Linked DNA regions of Cricetulus griseus: region 2 is linked to region 1. A link is a contact called in public Micro-C data. All regions are on one chromosome and are shown on one strand. Each heading gives the region's core, a stretch centred on a gene start, on an enhancer-like site or on the middle of the called end of the contact. The rest is flanking DNA. Distances are from core to core; before and after follow the strand shown. Region 1 overlaps Dnaaf5 (dynein assembly factor 5, axonemal). Region 2 overlaps Sun1 (SUN domain-containing protein 1).

Region 1 (5,851 bases), core at 355-2,854:
ATATATATGGAGGTCAGAGTTATTTATTTGTATTTTTGAGACTGTAAAGGTGCCTGCTGCCTAGTCTGACACCCTCAGTTTCATCCCTGGAATCCACATGCCAGAGGGAGAGATCAACCTAATGCAAGTTGTCTTCTATCTCCATGCCCATGATACTGTGGCACATGTGCCCCCCCCCCCCCCCCCGCCCAGATAAATACAAATATTGAAAAGAATGGGGGCTGGAGAGATGGCTCAGAAGCACTGGCTACTCTTTCAGTGGACCCAGATTTGATTCTCAGTATCTCATGGCAGCCCACAACCACCTGTAACTTGAACTCAAGAGAGTCCAATGCCTTCTTCTGGACTCCATGGGTACTTTCATGCATGTATGCATGTGATCACACACACACACACACACACACACACACACACGCACAGAGGCAAACATTCACGCATACATACACACACATCTCGACTAATTTCTATTTCAGTAACTCAGGTTACCAGAACCCAGAGGCAGTGGGCCCTGGAGAGCTCACCTAGGACTGTGTCCTGGATGGCACTTTCAGGGTCATCCAGATGGACCAGCAGCTCCCTGTACAAGAACTGAACACTGCTCTGATAGGCGGATTTCCCGTCAGAGCTCTGCACACACTTCAGCCAGGTGAGCAAGGCAGAAGCAGCTGCCATCCTCACGTCGTTGGAGACATCATCTAGGCGCTTCAAGAGCTCTGTGGGGAGGGGATAGGTGAGACAGATTTATGACAGGGCTTTTTTGTTGTTGTTGTTGTTTTTCAAGATAGGTTTTCTCTGTGTAACAGCCTTAACTGTCCTGGAACTAGCTCTATAGATCAGGCAGCCCTCAAACTCATAGAGACCTGCCTGTATGGCAGGGCTTTTAACCTGCAGATATGGAGGGCCTTTGCTCTGGGGACCTGCGAACCCACCCCTCAAGGGAGACTCTTCAGCAGTGAGCATCTTCAACAGATGGCGCATCACTTCCTGTTTAGTCCCCACAGCCCTGAGACCTCCAAGACCCAGATGGACACCGGACACTATCAGCTGCCATGGAGCTGAGCCTTCCTCCCAACTGCTACAGGGTAAAGAGCCTGAGGTCAACATGACAACTGTGTCAGCCTTGGTTTGTCTCTGTGGGAATTCCTTGACCAGGTTGTCTGATGTCAAAAACAGATCTATCTTTCCTGAGGGACAGAAACTTTAAAGTAATGGGTAAGAGTTTCATTAAACTTAGGCTTTCCCCACAACCTGGAAAACAAAACAAAAAGTCCTCTCTGGAACAGATGTGAACACACAGCTGCAATACCAGCACTTGGGAAACTGAGGCAGGAGGGCTGCTGTAAGTCTGAAGCCTAGTTAGGTTTGACATTCTGGGCTAAACGTATCTCAATAACCAAAGGAGGCAAAAGGCAATTTCTGGAACCTACTTCTACAGCACAAAGCTTCCGGAGAATGGGCAAATGGGACAACAGCTGAGTGTTGGCCAGGGCAGGCTGCCTCTCACCTGTATCTGAAAGCTCATGAGCAGGCTAGCCCTGAAGACATGAAAAGATGACTACACACACAGAATGCAAGGCCTCCTGCTAGGAGCATCAGGACAGGGAACTGCTGGAATGACTCATAGGGGATACCCAGGTCCTTCCAGAACGCTGGGCTCTGGCTGTAAGATGATTAGAAGCCCAGTGGGAAGTCCTGCTTGCATACTTTGGACAGGCACAGGAGAGACTACCACACCTTAGAATAACAGAGGAGAATGAATGGGACTCAAGCGTGCAAGGCTGGCTGAGGCACAAAACCTGAGCCCAAGGACTCACCCATCCCAGGCCTGAGCATGCCCAGACCAATGTTGGAATTACGCAGAGCTGACTTTCACTGGGGCTAACTTACAAGGGTGAATAGGCTGGTGGAAGCTGATATTGCTCTTTGTGAGCAACTCTGGCAGAACTGATGCTTTAGGCTGGGACCTGTCCCCTGTTCAAAGTTGGCCCTGGATGCACCTGTACCCATCCTGGAACATCCTTCCAACAGTCTCCTGTACACTGAGAAGTAGCAACGTGCTGGAGAGTTGTGTTTGCTATAACTGCAGGAGGTGTACCCAATGTGGAAAGAAAACACTTACAATAAGACAGAACACTGAGAAAAGCATGTGAGATGACAGCGGTGAGGCCTGCAGGGCTGTGGAGGTTCTGGCAGAGGCCCCTCCTATCTCAGCCATTTTATTTGTAGGCTTGAGAATCTGAGTTTGCCTTCAATCCATCTCTTTTGAAGCCACCCTCAGCTTCCTCCCTCAGGGAATATGCCTGAATTTCTCCTCCCAGAGGCTGTTTAGGGAGCCAAATGCCTTCAATTCATTAATTTCTCCTTCAGTCATTTCAGAGTTCATATAATGTACTTGGGAGACTTTTTTATTTAAAAGATAATCTCACTAGTTAGCCCTGATTGGCCCAGAACTTGCTATGTAGACCAGGCTGGTCTTAAACTCAAGAGATCTGCTTGCTTCTGCCTCCTAAGTGCTGGGATTAAAGGTGTACGCCACCATGCCTAGCCTAGGACTTTTTCTTTTGAGATGTGGGCTCATGTAGCTAAGGTTGATCCTCTTGTCTTCACCTCCAAAGTGCTAGGATAACAGCTGTGTGCCATCACACCTGGCTTTCTTATTTGTTTTGATACAGGGTCTCACTGTCTAGACCTGGCTGCTTGAAATTTTCTATGTGTTTCAAGTTGGCTTAAGATTTGCAATAATTCCCCCTGCTTCTGCCTCTTAAGTGCTGAGATTAGAGGAATGTGCAAGAATGGCCAGGTCTTAACTTGCTTCTAAAGGATGTTATTATTTTAGCTTCTAGACAATATTAAACCATTTTAAGTAAGAACTATAAAGAGTTTGTCCCTCAACCCTCTATAGTGTCATCTGTCCTGAAGATCACCCACCAACCATTACAATGTCCTCAGTTCAGTTTTTTGGGGAGCCGTATTAGCAAGCTAACCTTGAATCAATCACCGCTGCACCGGTTTTCTCCATGTTCTTTCACACCTACTGTTCTGCCTGGTAAGACTGTTCCTTCACACTCACTGTTCTCAGGGGGTATCGGTTCCTCTCGTGCCTAGTCGCTGCCTAGCACTGTCCCTGGTCAGCTCCTAAAGAATATTCCAGACCTCCCCCTGCTTCTGGCTACCGTCTGCGAGCTTGTTTTTTTGTTTGTTTGTTTTTCGAGACAGGGTTTCTCTGTGTAGCTTTGTAGACCAGGCTGGCCTTGAACTCACAGAGATACTCCTGCCTCTGCCTCCCGAGTGCTGGGATTAAAGGCGTGGGGCACCATCGCCCGGCTGCTCTGGGAGCTTGTTGGCTTTGACATCCTCATTATCTCTGGCTATAATTTGCTTGGTGCTCAGGCTGGTTCTAGACTATCCTCATCATGTCCCATCTAGACAGATAGTTAAGGCTGTCCCTATCATGTCCCACCAGCCTGGTTCCATGTAGACTGCTTTCTCTAACACTTGGAAGGCAGAAGCCTTATTCCATACTTTTTTTTTTCTTGTTTTAAATTTTATCTTTTTGACTGGGGACCTGGACACAATTCCTGCTCTGAGGAGGGTCTCTCAACCTTATGGGCTACACCCTAGTGGTCCTAGAAACAGGTCCTGGACCCATATCCAATAATGCCCAGAGTGGTTCTCTTTGCTTCCCATGCAGGCTGCTCCGTCAGGGATGGTTCATTTGTAACTGTGGTATATGGATACCCAGCATCAACTCAATCAGGAGTATTTTCTATGTCTGACTACAGAAGAAGTTACTAAATAATTTTGTGTACCCCCCAACTCTCAGTGTCTTACCAGGATAGACCCTGAGGAATTTCTCTGGCTCCATGGTATCCCCTGAGTTCTTGAGAAATACGCTAATGATGCGGCAGGAGACCAGGCGTGTGGTCTGGGAGTCATCCTCTAGAGTGGCCAGCACCTGTGGCATCAGGGTCTCCTGCGCCTCTTGCACCTGCAAGCCACAAATGGGTGAGAGGACATCTGGGGCTACCCATACTGTCAGAACTCGTCAGTGCTCTCTGCCAGGCACGCCTATCTGCAACATAATGCAGCTATCAAATTTTACCTAGAAGAGACTTGAATCTCTCTCTCTCTCTTTTTTTTTTTCGAGACACAGGGTTTCTCTGTGGCTTTGGAGGCTGTCCTGGAACTAGCTCTTGTAGACCAGGCTGGTCTTAAACTCACAGAGATCTGCCTGCCTCTGCCTCCCGAGTGCTGGGATTAAAGGCGTGCACCACCACTGCCCGGTACTTACCAGGATCTTAGTTCAACCCTCAGTACCAATGTAAAGGCTGGGTGTGGTAAAACCGTCTGTATTCCCAGTGCTAGGGAAGTGAAACACCAGGATTGCTGTGGTCTGATGGTTAGCCAGCCTTGCTTACCTGCTAGGCCAGTGCTAGGTCAGTAAGAACCTGCTTCAAAAACCACAGTGGGCAGGCAGCATGTGAGGCATGACTTCTGATGTTGTCTAAGTTAGGGTTAGTATTGTAGTGATGAAACACCATAACTTGGGAAGGAAAGGGTTTATTTGGCTTATCCTGAATCACCATCTTGAACTCAAACCTGAAGGGAACCTGGAGGCAGGAGCTAATACATGAAGGTCACGGAGGAGTACTGCTTACTGGCTCGATCGACCTGCTTTCCTACAGAACCCAGGACCAGCAGCCAGGGTGTTCCCATCTATAGTGGGCTGACCCTCCAATATCTATCACAGATTAAGAAAATGCCTTCCAGGTTTGTCTGCTAACAGCTAAATCTCATGAAAGCATCTTCTCAGTTGTGGTTTCCCTCTCCAGAACCTTAGCTTGTGTCAAGATGACAAAAAACTAGCCAGGAAGCCGGGCAGTGGTGGCGCATGCCTTTAATCCCAGCACTCGGGAGGCAGAGGCAGGTGGATCTCTGTGAGTTCGAGACCAGCCTGGTCTACAAGAGCTAGTTCCAGGACAGCCTCCAAAGCCACAGAGAAACCCTGTCTCGAAAAACAAACAAACAAAAAAAAAAAAAAAAAAAAAAAAAAAAAAAAAAAAAAAAGCCAGGACAGATATTCAGAAGTTGGCTTCTGTCATGAACACAGACAGACAGACAGACAGACACACTGCTAAAACAAACAAAAAAAAACCCTTTGCCCTACTAAAGTACAATGTGAAGCGTGGCAGTTCTTAAAGGGGAGCCATGGAGAAAAGAGGCAGGAGATGATGGGAGCTACAGGGTATGACAGGGAATTTTGTTTTGTTTTCAAAGCAGGAAAAGCTGGGCAAAGTGGCAGCAGCCCTGTGACATCCTAACTAGCACTGGAAGGTGAGGCAGAATATTCATAGTTCAAAGTCTGCTTGGGCTACAGAAGTTCAAACACAGCTGAGGAATCTTACTGAGACCATGTCCCAAATTAAAAAGTAAAAGCAGGGTTAGGAGCATAAATTAGCCACAGAGTTCTTGCTTAAAATCCCCCAGTGAGGGGCTGGAGAATGACCTGTAATAGGGGACAGGCCTGGGAGATAAAAACACATTTAGATGCACATAGAAGGTTTTATAGGACAAGAGGATGAGGGAGGCATGAGTCAGTGAAAGGAGGCTGAAAGGGTCTGTAAGCATCCTGTGTGGTAGACAGCTCCTGTGGTCACCAGGAAGGCATCACCTTTACTAAGGAGGTGAAAGGGATGGGTAAGATATGTGATTGTGAGATGAGCTGCAGGCCCCTCCTCTGAGGTCCCAGCTGAGAAGGAAGGCACCCCCAGGGACAGGCAGTGTGGCAGCAGGCTCTCGAGTGAGGACCTGGTGGCAGTTATGACTGTGCTGCCACCTAGTGGATCTGCAG
Region 2 (5,206 bases), core at 362-2,861, 55 kb before region 1:
TCAGGGCTGGGGTGTGGCAACTAAGGGAAGCTTCGTACAGCTGGAAGCTGTATAACCACAAACTGGTACATAGGTGCCCTTGGGACAAAAGGATTCAGTGAATGCAAAGCTAAGGAGTGCTTCCAAGTGACAACAGCGGTAATACATCATTTGTGGCAAAGCTAAGTACATTGTGTTCTCAGAACACTGACACCCATGTAACTACTGTATCTATGGTGGAGGCTGACCCTGTCTGTTTACTCACCGCTTCCGTAATTCCTGAAATTCCTGCCTCGCTCATGGCAGACACAATGGCCTCAGATGTTGGGGCCTGTCCTGTCACTGTGACATGGTGTGTGATATTCTGCAGCACTTTCAGCTCAAGGTCATGCAAAAGCACCTGCAGCTCATCCTTGCTCACGAACCGAGAAGAAAGTTTCTGCAATAGCCACTCGAGGGAGCCATTGTGCTGATCCTCAGAGAACATGAGTCTCACAGTCTCCTGGATACGGGCATCAGCCTGGTGAGGCAGAGGAAAGAATGGGTAAGTGTGAAGCACTGTAGTAGCAAATTGCTCCAGCACAGCCTCAGGTACCCCAGAAGTACATCTCTGCAAGACAGGGCACAACTGTGACATAACTGTCCCCTTCACATTAAATTTAAGTATTCTTCCCAAACCACTGGAGCCTTCTAAACCAATTAGGAATGGACTACAGTGCTGCATGAAGGTCATTTACCAGTGAACCGCAGAAAGGGAATATGGGTTTTCTGATTCCCACTGAGTCTACTCAGCAAGTCCCACCACACAACTCCACAGCTGAGGGCAGGCCCCCGTCCTCACTGCTCCTTATAAACAGCTTGAGGTGTAGTCAGACAGGAGGCTGACTTGGTCCCTATGTACTATATACAAACTTCTTTTGTTTCCCATGGAAAACAATCAAGGGCAAAGCACAGAAAGGCATCCACCTACCACAAAGCCAGCAGGGCTGCATACATTCAACCCTGTTCTCTGTCCCCACAAATGGCCCCACTATGCATTCATCCTTCCTCAGTCCCCCAAGACTACCTGATCGCTGCCCATCTCTGCTCATTTCCACAAAACAATACCCCAGAGTGCATGATACTAGCAAAGACTGCAGGCCTGCCAGCCCACTAGGCAGCACCCAAGGACATGTAGTGAGGAGTTTGTATTTTAACCAGCAACAGGAGACAGATTCCTACCCATGTACTTTGTTGTCCCCGCCATCTCTCCTCCTACCTGCTCTGGAAGCTCTTTATACACAGATAACTAATTTATCAGACATGCCACAAATCAACTCTCTAATATATAGTCTGAATGTGGCTCATGAGGACTGTCAACAAACTGTAATTCTCAACAGACCCAAGGATGGTGGGCCATACAATATCTGTGATATATTATGACATAGATGGGCAACTGGCAAAGCAAAGTTGGGTCCTACTGTGGATGGTCACACTCTCTCTCCTCCTCTCTCTTCTCTTTCTCTCTCTCTCCCCTCCCGCCCCCAACATGTGTCAGTTGTACTGTGTGAGCAGGAAGAGTCATGCAGTGAGCTCAGATGTGAGTATGCTATGCTGTTGGGATTGGGACACTCATCAGGAGTCATCAATGTGTGACTTGAAAATATTTACAACCTCCAAGTATGGATGGAGTGCAGTTTGGTCAGAGCATTTGCATGGCCTGTGTTGGATTCTGGGTTCATGCCCAGCACCACAAAAATTGATGAAATCTTAAAATATAATGAGAGAGATATGACTCAGTAAATAAAGATGCCTGCCACTAGACCTGACCTCCTAAATTTGATCCTCAGGACCCACATGGTGGAGGGAGAAAAACAACTTCTCCAAGTTGTCCTCCACATTCTTACATTCCTCTGTTTTGTTTTCCAATACAGGGTTCCTGGAACTCAGAGGTCTGACTGCTTCTGCTTCCTGAATTCTGGGATTAAAGGCATATGTCACCATAACCCAGCACATTCTTACATTCTTGTGACATACATGTGCTTGCACAGTCATACACACAATAAATGAATTTAAAATATAACTTTTTTAAAGGTGGGAATGGAGAGATGGCTCAGTGGTGAAGAGCTTTTCATGAGGATAGGAACACAGATCCCATAGCCACATAACAAGCCATGTTCCCACAAATGCCTGTCCTCAGCTCTGAAGGGAACAGACAAAAGACTTCTAGGACTTGTGGGTTTCCATTTAGGCCAAGACATTAGACCCAGTCTCAACAAGCGGTCCTGCCTCTGAGGGAATGGGCTCAAAATGATGGGAAATGACAGCTTATTGCTTCTTCTGGTCTGTTCATGTCCCTGCATCTGTCTGCATATGCAGACACACACATAAACTATTTTTTAAAAAAGTTTTGAAGGCAGCCACTCAGAAACATCTTGACATAGTCAGGTGAGAGCTTTCTCCAGGTAGAGGTCTTCTAACACCAGCACTTACCTGCTCACAGCTGGTCCTCAGATGATGCCAGTCTGACAGCTGAGACTTCAGCAGATTCAGCTCCAGTTCTAGGTGTTGCACACGGTCTAGGAGGGGCTGCTCTTCAGCCCTGCTGGAAGCCATCAACCAGGGAGGGGACAGGGGTCAGGGCCCAGATCCACTCAGAGGAGGCCTCAACCCTAAACAAAGCAGCATTTCTATGTCCTCAAAATTACAAGTAAGACCAGGAATGAGCTGATGTCTATCCACAGCCCTGAGGCCGAATCTGCAGTTCCATGCTCATGGGATGGACAGTGTAACTGAAGATGTGATCAGGTATGATTAGTGACTGACCTTGGGGAGGGGCTCTGAGCTACCCATGAACACAGAGCTTTGCAAGGGATGCTAACAAGCCCAGCTGAAACAGGGTTCTCCAGATAAATGTTCTGGATCTATCCATTCACATGCCAAGTCAGCATTCACTGAAACCAGGCCTGGGAAGAGCAATGTGCAACACACTCCCGCCCACCCTACCCCACATGCAGCTGGCCCATTAGCCAGCAAAAGCTGCTCTCCAGCCATACCCACCACAGGAACTACAAAGATTAGTACACACAAACCCAGAATGTGCAAAGAAGATGCAGTGCTAGGAACAAGGAAAAAGCTGTCAGGAAGTGGGAACAAGCATAACTGCTGAGGGACCAGGGCTTTGCAGTGGCACAAGGGCCACCAGCTTCAGGTACAGAAAGTTTCAGCCACAAGAAGATGCATGGTTGCTGAGCCCAAGGCTGGGCTGGGCTCTGAGACACCAATGAGACCAATGAGACCAGAAACAGACAGAAGCTCCTGGCAGAGGGAGTCCCCCAAGGCTCCCCATGGCCAAGCAGGGGCCTATCTATACACTGCCTGAGAAAAGACATTCCCAAGTTCTTTAGGGTCCTGTCTCTTGCATAGTCCCACGTTGATACCCCAAAAGATACCCAAAGACTGGTAATTTTAGGTGGCAAGTGACAATTTGAACTTTAGCAGCCAGTAAATAGCCAGTTAATAGTCACTATGCTCCATCCGAGCAGAGTACCATGGGAGACAAAGTCAGAGCTCCTGGGGTCACCTACCTGCCTGCTCTCAGCTTGCTTTCTTCCAGCTCCTTCTGGATAGCCTAGGAAGCAGGGAAGACTTTGTAAACAGTTACACCCTGAGTTCATAAATGTCTCAGTAACTTAAAACATCACATATTGAAAGATGAGTCTCAGCTTCTGAATGTCTGGGCAAAGGCATCAAGGTGTCTAAAGCTGGGCTCCTCCTGACTCATGTCAAGTGCATTCTGGGTCTCCTGACAAGTTGAGGCCCCCTCTTTCTGATCAGCTGAACTCTCCTGACACCAATAATCAGAAAGTAGGAGCTGGTCCCAAGAGACTAAGGGCTATTCTGCTTACCCCTGCTCAGTAAAATAATGTTTTAGTTCAGTTCAGTGAGCAAAGAAGCACCTGCCATGTCTAGCTGTATGCTGTACCCTAAGAATGCTAAGCCTTGCCCAAGAGTTGGGCATGTTCTGTACTGCAGACCCACCCACATCAAACACCCAGTTTACCATCACACAACAGTGAGACTCTGCTACCCACAGTGATTTTATGCAAAGCATGTTCTATGTGTGCTTTTTTGGTGGAGGCTGAGTGATGCGAAGGGCTCATAGGGATTCATGAGCAACATGTGGCTGGATTTTTGAAGCCAGAACAGCCACCTCTGTTTTATCAGGCTCATAGGTCAAGCAGTTTAAGCAATAGAGTTGAAATGCCCAGAAAACAAAACAAGACATAGTCCTTCCAGTTGTACAGCTCAAAAGCAAGACCTTGAACAACGTAGCCCCTGCCTACAGCTTTGGGGAATATTGGCTGCCAGTTGATCTTTATTAAAAAACTGGTTTGGGGGATCGTCAAAGGGCTCAGTGGGAGAAGGCACTTGTGCTAATTTTGAAGATCAGAGTTCAGTGCAGGCCCCACAGAGTGAAAGGTGAGAAATGACTCTGATAAGCTGCCCTCTGATTTCCACATGCACTGTGACATGCATGTGTTCTTACCTAGCAAGTGAGAGGCCCTGGGTTCCATCCCCATAGTCAGGCACAAGAACACCACCCCCCACCCCCCCACCCCCCCCGAGGCATGCATACTGGCAGAGTTTGCTTTTGTGGGGGGGGGTCGCACTCCAATTATAAGAACAAATGCCTCACAGCTGGGGAGAGGGTTCAATGGGTAAAAGCATTTGTTGTGCAAGGGTAAGGACTTGAGTTCAAAACCCCAGCATTCATGTAAAAAGCTGAGTGTGTCTGTGCACATCAGCAAGCCCAGTGCTGTGAGGGGCAGAGAAAGGCAGCTCAGTGAAAAGACCTTTTCTCAAAGGAAAAAGGCAGAGGAAGAGGTCCCTGATGCCCTCCTCTGTCTCCATGCATGCACTCCCACACGTGCACACATCAAGCAAAACACAACAAACAAAGCACAGTAAAAGAATAAATACCTCAGATTTTTCTGTCAGTTTTCTAAGAATATCTTCCAAGTTCGAGAGACGCACTTGATGCTCATGGTGGAAAGTCATTAAGTCAGTCTGACAATGAAAGTACAGAAGGAACAGCTCAGCAGTACACACATGTCATCAGGGCAGGCCAGTAATTCTTACTGCAGTTACAGGGTAGCACAGCATCTTTAGAGGTTTTGTCCCCTAGCCACACCCATCCCTCTCTGGCTGGAGGTCTCAAACTCGAGAGAAATCATACAGTTTGTTT

Evidence for each region. A called contact is a pair of places that touch in the nucleus more often than the background predicts.
Region 2: a contact with region 1 is called in a Micro-C map of the CHO-K1 cell line, with 2.1 times the contacts expected there. The contact joins two enhancer-like sites. A contact is called at or near these places in 5 of 8 Hi-C or Micro-C datasets (the CHL-YN cell line, the CHO-K1 cell line, fibroblasts and 1 more).

What each region holds. Positions count from the first base shown.
Region 1 is chr4:75,839,429-75,845,279 of CriGri-PICRH-1.0, reverse strand. It overlaps Dnaaf5 (dynein assembly factor 5, axonemal), which reads right to left. Exons shown (of 13, transcript XM_027413454.2): 11 at 3,832-3,988; 12 at 522-713. Among named protein-coding and RNA genes, the nearest start is that of Sun1, 19 kb to the left of the region's middle. Within about 2 kb of position 1,604, at least 1 of the 6 cell types and tissues checked has open chromatin away from gene starts, as enhancers often do. A contact at or near this core is called in the CHO-K1 cell line, where this site is marked.
Region 2 is chr4:75,895,081-75,900,286 of CriGri-PICRH-1.0, reverse strand. Sun1 (SUN domain-containing protein 1) reads right to left here. Exons shown (of 23, transcript XM_027413465.2): 15 at 4,942-5,028; 16 at 3,546-3,589; 17 at 2,452-2,563; 18 at 245-499. Among named protein-coding and RNA genes, the nearest start is that of Get4, 14 kb to the left of the region's middle. Within about 2 kb of position 1,611, at least 2 of the 6 cell types and tissues checked have open chromatin away from gene starts, as enhancers often do. A contact at or near this core is called in the CHO-K1 cell line, where this site is marked.